Regions from separate parts of the Sus scrofa genome. Here region 1 is linked to region 2. The links are chromatin contacts, called in public HiChIP or PLAC-seq maps. All regions are on one chromosome and are shown on one strand. Each heading gives the region's core, a stretch centred on a gene start, on an enhancer-like site or on the middle of the called end of the contact. The rest is flanking DNA. Distances are from core to core; before and after follow the strand shown. Region 1 has its middle 49 kb from the start of SGK1. Region 2 has its middle 240 kb from the start of ALDH8A1.

Evidence for each region. HiChIP or PLAC-seq counts read pairs in DNA pulled down with a chosen protein or histone mark.
Region 1: an H3K27ac HiChIP or PLAC-seq map of alveolar macrophages shows a contact between it and region 2. The contact joins two enhancer-like sites. A contact is called at or near these places in 2 of 2 datasets of contacts at active chromatin or transcription factors (alveolar macrophages and skeletal muscle).

What each region holds. Positions count from the first base shown.
Region 1 is chr1:29,695,323-29,703,027 of Sscrofa11.1, forward strand. It overlaps a transcript of SGK1 not described here. Among named protein-coding and RNA genes, the nearest start is that of SGK1, 49 kb to the right of the region's middle. Within about 2 kb of position 1,584, at least 20 of the 83 cell types and tissues checked have an H3K27ac peak or open chromatin away from gene starts, as enhancers often do. A contact at or near this core is called in alveolar macrophages and skeletal muscle, where this site is marked.
Region 2 is chr1:29,301,170-29,308,958 of Sscrofa11.1, forward strand. No RefSeq gene overlaps it. Among named protein-coding and RNA genes, the nearest start is that of ALDH8A1, 240 kb to the left of the region's middle. Within about 2 kb of position 2,457, at least 2 of the 83 cell types and tissues checked have an H3K27ac peak or open chromatin away from gene starts, as enhancers often do. A contact at or near this core is called in alveolar macrophages and skeletal muscle, where this site is marked.

The sequences.
Region 1 (7,705 bases), core at 334-2,833, 390 kb after region 2:
AAAAGAATGCATACATATAAACAGAATCACTTTTCTGTACACCTGAAGCTAACACAAATTGTAGATCAGCTATACTTCAAAAAAAAAAAGTGAAGGATGAGTAAGTTGGTGAGGCAAGGAAAGGTGGGGAAGAGAAACTCAGGCAGATGAGACAAATAACCAAAGGCCTGGAGAACTGAAGTGACTTTGTAAATTTGGAGCAAGAAAAGTGAAGCTGAACTGGGCTACAAAGGGTTCAGATCCTTAAGGCTTTTCACAAGGCATTTAAAATAATTTATAAGTATCCTCAGGAAACAAAGATCTATTGAAATGTTTCCATCACAACAGTGTTATCATTCGGCATAAAGAATGGAAAGAGAGAGTCAAATTCCAGAAATTCTTCCACTGAAGATTTATGGCTTTGGATTAAGGTTTATGGCTCTGACCCTGTTGCGAATAAATATGCTTGAGACTTAATACAATAAGCTGGATTCTTGTTTTGCAAAGAAAAACACAGACTCCAGATTTGGAAAGGGGTAACATTAACCAAATTACTAAAACTTCCCTCCCTAGTAAAATGGCGGTGGGGGGGGGATAAAAAAAAGGAATCGGAAACTGTAAACAAACTTGGTCCTTTGCCAAGCTTGTCCTTGTTTAATAGTGACGGAAGTGAAAAGGTAAAATTAAGATGTGGGAGAACGAAGGCATTTCCAAGAGGAGGGTCCCTGGGGGAGAGGGGAACCGGGAGAAAGAGAAGAGATACGGGTGGTCACAGGCTTTGCGCCATTTTGGGTTTGACTTGAGGACTCTTGCTGCGTCTTGCAGAGGCAGCGCCTACGTGGATCAGTCAAGGAGGTCTCTCTGTTTGGGATTGATTGTACATGAGTAAGCAAAAAGCTGTCAAAGGCCAAGGAGAGTAGACGTTTGTAAAATGCCTCTGCATGGGCGTCATCAGTCTTTGCATGGGAGATGACACCACTGACCTTGTACCCACGTTGCGTGTGGTTCCTAGCATTAAAGACTGGATTTGTACAGATCCGTTCATACCCTCTTGCCTCATCTCGGGGAAGACGAGTAGGACAAATTTTCAGTAGACTTCGAGGGTTAATCTGACTGACCTTCTCTGGGCTTAAACAAGGGGCCTTGGTCTTTCAGCACAATGTTCTAATCGGTTACACGAATCAGATCAATGGTTTGCCATACACACAAGGAGAAGAAAATAACAGAGTTTGAAGAAATGTTTTTTTCCCCCCCTCGGTGATTTGTAACCACTGAAGAATGTGAAAGTTCCAATTTTCTTCATAATTGAAATCATAACAGCTGTGAGAACTTGATATTTATCAAAGATGCGAGGAGGAGCCATACGGCTTTATTTCATGGATTAAGTCTAAAAGCTGTATGTATGTTCACGAAGTCACATAATGGATTGGTAATGGTTACTAAGGATGATAATATTTATTTAGACAAGTCAGAAATACCAAGTACAAAAGATGTTTGAAGCAGAAATGGCATAGACTGTTTCACGAAGGCACAGGCTGGAATTATCTATAATTTCAGTGAATGGCATAAATTCGATGACATAAAGTTGGCCCTGGCTTTCATTTTCACGGGAAGGACAGCTTGTAAATCATCGACATGACTCATGAGTCCCGTGGATGGTGCATCCATCCAGCACCTGTTTTCTCAATCAGTCAAGTTATATTCGGATGCAAATACAAATAACCGTGGTATTATTAACCTCGGCCACCGAAATTAACCTTTCAGTACTGGGAGGATGTGCAAATTTAAGCTAGTCGGGGTCATTTCCTCCTGGTGGCATACACTTAATTAATTTAAAAAAAAAAAAAAAGTGCTATTTCTTTTTATGGAGCCTCTCAGGGGTGAATGCCATTTTCAGGTTCCGTGTTTGTGGCTTTGTGTGGGCCATAGATAGGTAAATTTTACAAAAGGCCACAGCAGATGTGACTTTGAATTGAGGTCACATGACCAACAGCAGCATGTCACCCTAACCTCACTGTGGGGAAATCCAGGCTTCTCAGTAGCCACACAGGATGTCTGATCAAAAGAGGGATTTTCCCCTCTGCTCTGGAACATACTACTTCCTTCCCCTCCATCAACTCTACCATACAAAAATCTTCTCGAAACAGTTAACGATTTTCCCTGTCGTGACTATATTGTGGAGGCTGGGGCATAGGGACTGAGGGTGGGTGTTGAAAGGCTGGGGTAGAGAAGGGACAGGAAGAACAAGACCCCCTGAGCACTCTGGTCAGCCCATCACATCTCTGGGCATACTACTTGATAGGGACCGATGAAAAAGAAATGATTGCTGGCCCATGTAGATATCAAGCATGGTTTTTGGCGTTGGAACTCAGTTCAGAGCCCAGCACTCACACTTACCAACTGTAACCAAGTGTCTCCATCTATAAAATGGACACTAGCACAAACTGAACAGGGTTGCTGTACAGTTTCAAGGAGAGAATATATAGACAATGACTATATGTCTCTCTGCTTCCATCCCCAACCCCTCCCAAGTTCCCCAAGCCTAAAAGAAACCAAACAGGTCCACACCGTGAGAAGCCCATGGTGATTCTGAATCATGTGTCATGTGCTCCATCTCCTACTTCTCTTCACCTCATACTGTGTGTCCGTAGGATGTACTACACATATTAATCACAAGCCTGTGTCTTGTGTCTTTGTTTGGCAAAAAGAGAATTGAAAGAGGAAGTGGAGGTTGCAAAGCAAGTACCTTATTGAATGAGCTTGCATCAGTGTAACTTTAGTAAAACAAGTGAGCTTTTACTGCTCAAGGGATTTTGGCCACCTATTTCTAGTCTCATTTCCAAATCTCTTGAACAAAACCAGTGGGAAAACTGGAGGAAAGATCTTCGATTTTGCCTTTCTCTGTTGCAAATCTTTTAGTATTCCCACCCCCAACTCTTAAGGTTAGATCTCCCCTAAATACGTACCATGGACAAAAACATAGACGATTTGCTCAATCCACACTCTGTCCTGGAATGTTCTCTCCGAAAAATAATTCCACTGACATTTTTTTCTTGTTGAAAAAAATTGCAGGGAGTTCCCATTGTGGCGCAGCAGAAACACATCCAACTAGTATCCATGAGGATGCGGATTCGATCCCTGGCCTCCCTTAGTGGGTTAAGGATCCAGCACTGCTGTGAACTGTGGTGTAGGCTGCAGACATGGTTCAGATCCTGTGTGGCTGTGGCTGTGGTGTAGGCCAGCAGCTGCAGCTGTAATTTGACCTCTAGCCTGGAACTTCCATACGCCGTGAGTGCGGCCCTAAAAAGACCAAAAAAAAAAAAAAAAAAAAAGAAAAAAATTGCAGCTCCCTCTGGAAGTTCAGATTCTCTGTATAATCTCAAGATCATCTCAAGCGGGTATGTCTTTATCTTTAATTCTAGGAGATATGAGTCTGCCTGGAAGACTAAACTACTAGGGCCTAAAACATAAGTAAAACTACAACTCCTAGAGGTTTTTTTTTTTATTGTTGTTTAGTTTTCTCACTCAATTTTATTATTTTAAACTTTAATCTCACCAAAACAATTTTTTTTCACCCATGAAGAAAAAAAGACAACAGTGTTTTTCAACATAAATAATAATTATCTACATATTGATGAGCAGCATCTTATGCTTTCTGCGAATAAGCCAAAGGATTTCTTTGTGCAGGGTTAATGAATAATATAGATTAGAAAACCACAAGCAATTTAATTTCTTCAATGGTAATACTTTCATTACTGTACATAGAATGAAAAATAACAAGGCCATAACTTGGCTATAATGAATTTCCCCAATGACACTTTTGTAATTTACTTTTAATGTGCCTCCATTCAGACGATTCAGAAATAAAACTTAATCATTAGTATACTAAAGATGCCATGTATCTTTTTTTTGAAGAAGTAGTTTGCTTTTTTTTTATTACTCAAATGAATTTATCACCTCTGTAGTTGTATAATGATCATAACAATCTAATTTCACAGGATTTCCATCCCACAACCCAAAAGATGCCATGTATTCTTTATCATTCTCATACTGTGATCCATTGTTATTGATTCTACATTTCCTATACCAGAAGCCAAATACCAAACAGGGAAATATATCAATAATGACACGTTTAAGTATTTTTTATTTGGAAGACTTGAGAATCTTTTTAAGAATCTTTTTTTGTTCTTTTGCTTTTCAAATCCCTAGTTGAAATACCTATTCAAACTGTCACTCTGTAATCTAGTTCATACTCAAGGACAGATGGCCGTTTTGAAGATAAAAAAAAATCTAAATGTTGGAAGAGGTATAAAGCAACATTGGATACATGTCACTGGTTCAAAATAGCTCTACCACTGGCCCAAACCACCTATCTCTGTCACTCTTATTCCTTATTTCAAAGTTGCATTTCAACATTGAGTCGGAAAGACATCTAGGTCAGCCATCCATCCTGACTCCGCTCAGGGCTGCCCGAGCCCCAGCATCACAGCAGGCACTCCAGCTCGCTCGACCCCTGTCACACTTTCATCCCACTCATCTCTGGTCTGTTGTTTATCTCACTTGGTGACACCATTAACCCCTTGCTTTCCCTGGGACACAGCATCCTCTGGGACTGTAGTCAGTAAATGTTACTACCTTGACTCAACTTTTCCTCAAAACCCTCCCTCTGCCCTCTCACTTGGTTATGCACGTTGGCAATACGTGCCCTATATTAAACAGGCTTTGTCGGCCAACTGCGGTTTGACAATAGCCAGGTTAGATTTCTCAGCATCTCCATCTGGGCAACATACTCTGTGAATTCCCTGCAGCGAAGAGCCTCAGCTTTACCCAGATACCTTGAACCAAAAACATCCTATAAAGAAATACCTTGGCGTTCCCATTGTGGCTCAGTGGTAATGACCCTGACTAGTATCCAGAGGTTGCGGGTTTGATCCCTGGCCTTGCTCAGTGGGTCAGGGATCTGGCATTGCTGTGAGGTTTGGTGTAGGTTGCAGACAGGGCTCAAATCCCACATTGCTGTGGCTGTGGCATAGGCCACAACTGCAGCTCCAATTTGACCCCAAGCCTGGGAACTTCCATATGCCATGGGTGCAGCCCTTAAAAGAAAAAAAAAAAAAAAAAAAAAAAATATATATATATATATATATATATATATCTTTAGGGAGTTCCCTTGTGGCACAGTGGGTTAAGGATCTGGCATGGCCACTACTGTGGCTCAGGTCACTGCTATGGCTCAGGTTCGATCCCTGGCCTGGGAATTTCCACAGGCTAGGGACGCAGCCAAAAAAAAGAAAAAAAGAAAGAAAGAATGAAAAGAAATATCTTTAGGAAAGTGCTGCCTTACTTGAGACTTGGCTTCTTACTAAAAATGACAGTTTGCCCAGCACCCCACAGAAGAAATGGTCTCTTCAGGCTTCTCTCCCTGCAGGCCAAGAGCTTGCCTGACACTCTCTGAGAATTTTACCATCTTGACTCAACCACAGCCTTTACTGTCATCACCTCCTAACCTCTAAGATACTTTTCCCCATTCTTTCATCACTTTGGTGGCTGATGCAATGATTTTCTTCCCTACTCTGTCACAAGCAATCACTCTGGGCAAATACACTATTCACACTCATGATTCCGCTAATAACAGTAATGGTGGAAGTAATGATGGCTAATACATGCTTTGTGAATGTCCACTGTGCAGCTATAAGGATCTTTAACACTGGCGTGTTATCTCATTTATTCATTACATGCTCTATGAGCAAGAAGGGTCATTACTTTCACTTTGTTGATGAGGAGAACAACATTATGTAACAAGTCCAAGGATATACAGGATATGAAGTGGTGGAACCAGGATTCAGAGCCATATTTAGCCAACGTACAATGTCGCTCTTCCAACTCTTACCTCTGTCCTTCTACTCCACATCAACTTACAGGCATGTTTGTCTGTTGGGTTTTAGGAGTAGCCTCAACTTCTCCTTCTCCAAGTTTGTATACTCTGCTGTATCCTCTTGACTAAGGCTCTCAGCCCCCATCTCCTTCCTCACTTTCATGGCCATGCCCTTCTCCTTCCCATGCCCTCCAGGCTTTTCTGCATGGTGAAGACCCTTCTTCACCTGCTTCTGAAGCAGCATCCTCTCTCCATCGACCAGAGATTCCCACCATGTGTTTAATGTGGGGCGGACCCCACAAGCTGGGCAGGGTTTGTAGACAGTTTAGAGCAGAGGCGACACTGGCAGGATTGTGAAACACGGGTACCATCATTTGAGAGGGCGTTTGTGCGTGTAACCTTTTGTCACAGCGATCTGGTGCCATCAGGCAACAAGCTATGTCAGAACAGCTTCATGTTTGCTGCCATTCCTTCTTCCACAGTAGTCCTTTCTCTCTGTGCCCAGAACCATTCTGTAAAATCACAAACTGATGGGATGTTGAGATTAGAAGGGGCCATAAAATTCATACAGCCCAACCCTTTCAGTTTACATATAAAGAACAGAGGCTTGAAGAAGCCCATAAACTGACATGATCAAAAGGAACTACTAAAAGATTAGATAAAGCTAACAGAATCTGCTGACGTCCTTTTTAAAAGGGATTTACTTCACGGCTCTATTCCTTATTTCTTATCTGCCGCGCTCTTGCGGTTTTAGATCCAATTCGGAGCACGTATATTTCTCTGGCTCACTGGCTGGTTGAAAAGCTCATGTGTTATCAGAGGGAAGGAGGGTGCATTGCTTTTCACAGCAGCACAATGAGGCTCTTTCTGTCGGGTGGGACACTTGGTCCAGATTTCCTTTGCACCAGATGGCTGTCCTCCAGAGGCCCCAAAGCTCCTGGGATCATTAGGATTCCAGATGTGCTTGCTACTGTCGAGCTGGGGTAAAGTGACCACAGCTGTCTTCTTGCCAAGTATGTGTTCAGCTTTTAGACTATATTCAGATCTGTTGTTTGGCATATGCTCCTAATGTATATGGGATAGTTTTTACTTTCCATTATGACCCTCAAAATAGGCATTGGGCAGCGTTAAAATAAACTAAAGTTTAAGCAGTCTAAAAAAAGCCCCGCTGTATGGCTGGTGTGTTCTAGAAATGTATCCGTGAGTATCTTAGACAATCTAATTCCCAGGTCCCAGCGTTCCAAGGCATCTCCTTTCTTAATACATCGAACTTGTTCTGAATTCAATTATACTCTTTCCAGTTTGCAAAATAACTCATTTTGTATGTTCGTCAGTAAGATGTACTTTGATATTAGGAAAAAAAATTTACTTTAATGTGCTCCATGTTGAAGACCCTTATTAAGGCTGGTCTACCTTATTTCCCAGTTGTACTAATTAAAACTACTAATTATTTCCATGCTAGTATCTCAGGATCATCTTTTGATGCATAAAAGTTTTGAGGGAATTAAAAAAAAAAAACTGACTGACTTTGGGAATCATGTGAGAGAACTGATATCTTCAGTCCTAATTTTAAAAGTGTTTCTATGTCCGTTCATTTGACTTTCGTTCCTACTTCTTCAATTTTAGGGCTGATCTGGATTTCTGTCATGTGGGAAGCAGTTGCCAGAATCCCCCTTTTTTTATGTAGCAGTTGGTGTAATTAAGGCTGAAAAGTAACTTACCTCACTCCTGAAGCTAATAGGCATCTCAAAAGCAGTTTTCATATCTAATTCTTGTCATTTACGAAGGAGTTAAACCAGTTTTCCAAGATCCTTCTGACTTCTAAAGTCAATGATTCTCTAAGACCTTATG
Region 2 (7,789 bases), core at 1,207-3,706:
CACTCTGTTTGGTCAGAAAAAAAGTCATGCTCTAAACTACTCAAGCCGTAGTTTCCTTTTTCAAATGACAACGGGGTACTGAGACAGTTCCCTGAGCTCAGTTAGCTTCTGACTCAGTGAACTACCAGAGGTCTCCTCCTTAGGACTGACTGAGTTGGCCGGGATCAGAAGCACACGTTCAGACACCAGCTGAGAACACAGTTTTCAAGACGACCTAGAGGGGATGAGGTGGTTTAAAAGCTGAAGCTCTAAGGGTGTTGCTTACCCTGCAGCCATACATACATGCCTCTACTGGCTAAAGCAATCGTGACACCGTGTAATACTGTGCTGTCATTAGAAAAGATGACACAGGAGGACACTGAATGACATGGGAAAATGGGGTACATAACATCAGGGAGAGTACGTTCCCATGTTAGCTAAAGGAAATATAGAGATGTCTATTCTTATGAGGCACAGACCCAGAAGAGATACACTAAAGTGTTAACACCCTCTCTGGGTGAAGTGACTATGAGTATGTTTTAAAAATTTCTTCTCTTCGCTTATTTTTCTGTCAAAAATGTTTTTAAAAAGATAAACAAGAATTGGAAGGCTTGTTTCTGTGACTATTACATAATGCTTATTTGCCACCTTATCAAATCAAGGCAGTTGTTTTTCTTTAACCAAAATTTTTTCTACAACACAATGCTTTAAAAAAAAAAAAGAGGGAAGGGATAATCTATGTTCCCAAAGCCAGAGAACTAACAAACAAGCCTCTCATTACCCAAGGAACTGGCAAAATAGGCCAGGTAGATTGTCCCTCCATGAAAGTGTTGATAACGGTGACCTACCTGGCTATTATGCTGACAAGCTCTGGTGGCAGGAAAATAGATGTAATTATAAGAATTTTTGACAGTTATGCAGTAGTTTTCTTCACAGAACTGACACGTTTTGTGTAAAAATATTTGACTTTGCTTAAAAATCTCCCGCTGGTACAGAGGAGAAGCTGCATATTTCATGAGCATTCAGATCAGGGATAAGCAACATGGGAACAAATGTTGCAGCATTGAGACCACGCATATCTTAAGCTGGTCACATGCACATTAAGTGGCTTTCTAGAACCAGAGAAATGCTGGATTGCTTCATGGTGTGTAGTCCTTACTGCTTTACAAAAGTAACGAAACCTTTAGTTGTGACGTCTGGCTCTTGATCATTACGAACCATGAAGAATTATATCCTGGAACTTCCCGTTGGGCATAAAGGGTGACCACTTCATTGGAAATAGCAGAAAAGCAGCTAGAGAATGACTTTGGGCAGCTCCACCTTAGGAGACCACATGCAATTAGTGGCTTGGGAAAAATCCATGTCCCCACCATAGAATTGGTACATGGACATAGCACCATCCTGGCACAGAAAATTTCCCCAAAATATTTGTTAAACAAGTGGATGTGTTGTACAAATGTCCAGATAGAGAGGCATACTGCAAACTCACACGTCAATCTCCCCTAACCTACTTGCTTCATGTAAATTAATCAAAATTAATCCACCTCTACCTCTCTATGTAGTTCCTATATAGCACTGCTGAAGGTAGGTCTGAAGTTTCTCTTTTCTCTAGAAAAATACCTAAGAATTTTGTCTCTAGATATTATTTGCTTAATTCGAATGGCAAAATAAAAATGAATACACAGAAGTCAACACAACACATGTACAGGCAAACTTTTGCAGTTTAAGAGCATAATTTTTGTTAAAAGGTACACATGAACACACACACACACACAGAGCATTAACTGGTCCCCGTACATAAATAGCAAACTTCTAGAGTCTGTAATAAGCTGTCGTTTCTTTGGTATTTTTAAAAATAATATCTGAACCTACTAAAATAATTCTCTTTGTTCTCCTCCTCCTCTGCTTTCTCACTATTTTAAAGCAATTACTAAATAGAACTTGAACCCAGAGAAGATGATAAAAGAGGGCAAGTAGAAAGAACCTGACTATTATGAAGCATCTATTGTGTGCCAGGCACATTTAATACTTCTTTAGGCATTTACATTTAATATTTCTTTTAATCCTCAAAAACCCTTGCCCAGTAGATATCATTAACACTATTTTATGCACCAGGAAATATATTCAGAGAGAACAAGAGATCTGCACAAACTCAAGTAACTGATCAATGATTGAGCAGGGCTGGGACTCAAGTCTGAGAAGCTCGGAGTTTTCACTGCATCACTGTCAATAATGTAGAAATATTCCTGCTCCCTGACAGAAGATTATTATAATTTGGAAAACCATTTAATCCATGGTGTCTTCCCTCGCCTCCTCCTATTTGACTGTGGTGTCAGATTTTGACACCAAGTGTCCCCTGGAGTTTGAAATAGAAAAGGACTGTGGCTTGGACAACTCACTGGCTGACTCGAGCCTTGGTTGGGCCAGAATTCTTATTTAGTTCCCTTCCTCTTCTCAGTTTCAGGTTGCAACCTGTGTCTGTGTCTTTTACTCAAGGAACAGGTGGCCTTCCTTGCTTGCACGAGATGACAGTCCACAGTGTTTATGTCAATTCGTCTCACGATGTTCAGTACATTTTTTATGGCACCAAAGATCAGCGGGAACTGGGTTTTGTACATAGAGGTAAAAGATCTCTGACAGGAGCTGGGCACACTCTTGGCATTTCCTTTCATCTGCTCGCTTTTTTTATTTGTGTTCCTCACAGACGATTTAAATAGCTTGTTTATTTTTCAGTTAAACTTCACAATGGCTAACATTGTTCCTATGGTACAAAATTAATTTTGATGAGGTGATGATGTCAGGAGGACACTGGGCTAGTCCCTTTTGCGAGTGTTTTATGAACTTTGGTTCACCTGTTTACTCTGGTGGAGCTAAGAAGGTGACACTTAGTGACATGTTCTTCTGTATCTGTGAAAAATAGCCTTTCTGATAGTTAGGTCCCTGGTTTTCAGGGCTCACCGAGTATGAAATGGAAATGGGATGCCTTTCATGGCTCATCACCGTCATGACCTTGGTCCAGTTCAGACAATCAAACTACATCAGAGCCCGTCCTTTCCGCGGCAGGAAGGTTGTAGTCGTATTTTCTCTGTAATATCCATGTTTTATATATGAATGTTATAAAATTCACATGGTATAGTGTATGCCATTCTATATCTCACATTATTCTCTGAAACATGTTCATAACTATTTACCCTAAGTCAATAAATATTTTCTTGAAGAATAATTTTCCTAGGATATGTTCTATTCCTTTTCAGGATGGGACATAATTTATTCAGCTAATTCCCTGTCATTAATTTTTTCTTTGTTTCTAACTAGTCTTTGCTATGAAAACTGTTTAAGAGATATTCCTGTGTGTGGATTTTTGAACATAGTCAACATTGTATGGTCGACTTCTATAAATGTGGAATTGCTGAGTAAAGGAACAAATTCATCCTGAAAAAGTGTGATTATGCCAGTTTTTTGGTTCTCCACCAGTTTTGCTTCCTCTCTTGCTCCGTTGTTTCACCATTTGTGTGTTGACCTGCTATCCCAGCACATGATTTGGGTTCCTTTAGAAGCTGGGAGTGTCTTGTCATTTTCTCCACTCTGCTCACTTTGCTGGACACCTACTCCTGTAACTTCCTCAAAATAAGCATTGTGGAGTCGTAATGACTACGTGTCTTTCATTTGGCATCTGAAATATCTGTATCAAAAGTCAGACAACCCCAAATGTGTCAAATTATTATTGACAGCTCTTTTGAAAGCTCAGTAATATGCCAGAAATATTCTGTGGCTGATCATAGATAAAATTTCTCCTCCAAGTTATTTTCTTAGTCTTCTACAGCATGAATGCTATTCTTTTCTTCAGATAAAACTGATTAAACAAGGCATAGAGAGATCTACCTTTGGATATGTGTTCCAGATTCATTAGTAATAGTTTTAAACTTAGTTTTTCACCTGAAGATATATTGATCTTATACCCATCTATCAGCAGGGATGCCTGTGCATTTAAATACAACACTAAATCATTTTTTTTGTCTTGGAATTTCTGTCTCTTCTTTATTTCTTGGGCAGGTGAAAGGGATTCAGGTAATATTTGTATTGGAAATATGCTTAGACAAGTGTGCCAGTCACCAGATTAACTATAAACACATAGGTCTTTTGGCGTCGGACTAAGAAAATCAGTCCTCTCATTAAGTGCATACACAATGTCCTGAACAACTATTATGATTAATTAACTTTTCCATGTTGCGGTAGGGAGTTTTACCAGCTCTTAGAGAACTAGATCCAACTAGCTTGTCATCTGATCACAAAAGAGAACAGGTCAAGTGAAAATGGAAAAAGCCAGCAACCAATCCTTTAAGAGGAAATGGTGATTTTTTGAAAAGGCATCTTGGTCTAGTTAATATTTTGTTATCTTTTTTCCTGAAAGGAATATTATTTTACCGAGGGATTTTAAATCTGCCTTTGAATATTCACTTCTAATAGACTGTGTTTACTGCTGTCTGTTCATATGTTGGAACCTTGTCTAGAGATCACCTTTCTTTGAGCTCTTGATGGAAGGTCAGACCTGGGAGCTATTCACTTCTAGCTGTGCCACTGTGCTGGAGCAAAATCTAATTGAACAGAGCTTGTTTTTTTCACTCAGTTAAAACCTTGCTATCTAGTCAATGATGCTTGATGCTAGCAGATTGAGTTGAAGTTTCATAATGAGAACTACTTCAATTTTTCAAGCACCTACTATGTGGTAAGACTTTACATTTGCTATTTGATTCCCAGGAAAGTCCTGCAAACTGTTTGACAGATGGTAAAACAGGCTTAATGTGCCTAAGTCTCTTACTTAAGGTCCTACAATGAGGAGGTGGAAGTTGCAAAATTCAAACTCAGCTCCTTTTAACTCCAGAGCTGTGTCTCCTCCATTGTAGGCACTTCTGAATTTTTTCATGCATCTGTTTATGCTATCAATCTGTGGACAAACAGAAAAAAATCTCAGAGGAGGAAGAGAAGGTAGGATTCATGTAGCAAAGCCACCTTACACCGTGCTTCTGGAAACACATGCTCACTAAGACATGTCAGCTTTCTGTAGCATAACTGATCCTTCCTTCTCAAACCAACTTTGAAGAAGGACCAGAAAATAGGGACATTTTGCCTTTCATTCTACAGAGGTACCTTTTTCTCAATTTCCTGAGATACAATGCATAGAAAACCAAGAAATACAGGGAAATTAAAAATAGCACAAACAGTAATTCTTACATACATGCACCTCACAAACATGCATGGAAAACACATTTGTCTTGTGTGGCTCAGTGAATAGGAGTAGTGATAATGAATAAGAATGGTCTTTTTAAAAATTCAGACACTCCATAATTGACCTGTGGTTTTTTAGGAATGTTGGGAATGGTGATGTGACCTCATAGGTTGAACAATGGCAAAAACATATGGGCCCTCAGAAGACCACTTTTTTTTTTTTTTTTTTTTTTTAGTCACTGACTTTCTTTGAAATTCTAGGTGGATTGCTCACTTTTGTAATATTTAAAATAGTTTGGTGAAGTGTTACAAAGACTTTTTTTAAGTTAAATATTTAATATCAGTCATAATTTTGGTAATTGCTAGTTCTTAGTTGCCTCCCCCCAGCAAGAGATATTTTTGATACAGTATATCCCGAAGAAGTCAAGATGCACTAAACTATTCCAAGTTTCTCTAAGATAATAGCACCCGCTCTGTGCTGGGCACAAGACTAACTACTCCTGTTTTCACACAAGACCTCTTTGAAGTAGGTGACGTTATTGCACCCAGTTTTCAGATGAGGAAACTGAGACTCAAAAGACATTAGATAATTTTCCCAGTAACATGGAAGACAAATAGTGGAATCAGGGTTCAAACCAGCATCTGGTTTGGTACCAGCATCTGGGTGCTTATTCACTGGGCTATCCAACTCAGATAGAATCAGTCTACTTGTTGAGAAGTTAATTTTTCAATGATTATTACTCTGTGTTCAAGGGTGGAGAAAGGGCTCCAATCAAAGCTTTGTAAGATCACATTTAGCAATACATTGGTTGCACAAAAAAACAAAGAAAGAAAAACCAGGAAACAGGAGTTCCTGTAGTGGCTCAGCAGAAACGAATCCAACTAGCAACCATGAGGTTGCGGGTTCGATCCCTGGCCTCGTTCAATCGGTTAAGAATCTGGCACTACCGTGAGCTGTGTTATAGGTCGAAGATGCAGCCCAGATCTGGCATTGCTGTGGCTGTGGCATAGGCCAGTGGCTACAGCTCCAATTCAACCCCTAGCCTGGGAACCTCCATATGCCACAGTTGCAGCCCTAAAAAGAAAAGAAAAAGAAGGAATCAGAATTCTGGCCTGAGGAACTATGAAACTCCTAAAGACCTAAGGGGGATTGACAGCCCCTCAGAAGGTGTCGTTTTTGGCCCAGAACCAAGGAAGAAGATGAAAAATACATTTCTGGATGGAAAGTTTCTTTAGACTTCACGAAAGGGTCATACTTTCAAAGGCATGACTGGTGCTCACCCATTTGGTCTGGAGTGCTTGCCTAGGGTTTTAAATGGTTCTTGACTTTGGCTCCTGGCACCTGCAGAATAAAGCAGCAGACACTCCACCCCCAGCATGGATCTCTCCCACACACTGCGCTGCCTCACCTGTGGCCAACTCCACAGGTTTTCCCTTGAAAAACACAGTAGAATTTCAAAATTCCTTGGTCTTTCTTGGCCCATCCCCTGGGTGAGGCTGTTTGCTTCTCAAAGCAAAATGGCTTCTATCTTTGGGCAGCGTGTTTAAAAGAGGCAAAGCTGATTTATTTATAGGCTAATCATAAGGCCATAATTGGATCAGGTCTATCTGCCAGTCTTCCTGAGATATTTATGGCATGGGCTTTGCCAGGTCTGTCCCCTTCCATTGCCCAGATCAGAGGGAAAGTAAGAGAGGAAGGAGAATAAGTTGTGGGGTGTTGCTTAGAGGTGATTCACCAAGGGTGTATTTTAGCAGAGGGTCAGACACATACAGTGTTTGCAAAAAGGAAAAAGAAACAAAGCGTAGCATTTTGTGCTGGGAATCAGGCACACTCAATCCTGCCTACCTTTTGCTTACTTCTGATTGTGTTCAGATAAATAGGATTCCCTAAATTATGTATTTTTTTTTCATTCTCTCTTAATCTGGGGTTGACTTTTTTCAGTTTATGGGTTGTTTTATTTTATGGATTATATCATTCGTCGGTTTTTACTGAAAGGAACCACCTTGGACAAAGAAAACACTTTAGAATAAGTGTTGTGCATTGGGACAACATAAAACAAAAATGAGTGACTTAAATCCTAGTCCTGGCTGTTAAGCAGTGTGATTCTGGATGAGTTACAGAATTTTTCCATTTGTTAAAGGTGTTGAGCCATATCAGCTATTCCCAACCATGGCCCCCCACCACAATCGCTTAAAGAGTGTTTTAAAATGAGATGCCTACTGTAAAGTATGGGGGAACATGCTGGGGTGATGGAATTGTTTTCTTATGATGGTGGTTACATGCCTGTATACATTTGTCAAACTCTGACACTAAAAAGTGTGACTTACTGTATGCAAATTATCTTAATTTTGAGTTTTAAAGTTTAAAAATATATTTAAAATCTTCTGCCTATTGATATATTGGAAAAAAAGATGCCTAGGCCCCACCCCATACCAACTGTCTATTGAAGGGTATCTCTCCTTTTAATCATCTCTGTACTTGTCTGATGGGAATCAACGCAAACATTCTAAGCTATCATGATCCCAAGTTCAGGTGTTTGTCAGATGCAGCCATGAAGTCAAGAGTAACGTGGGTGGCAGAGAG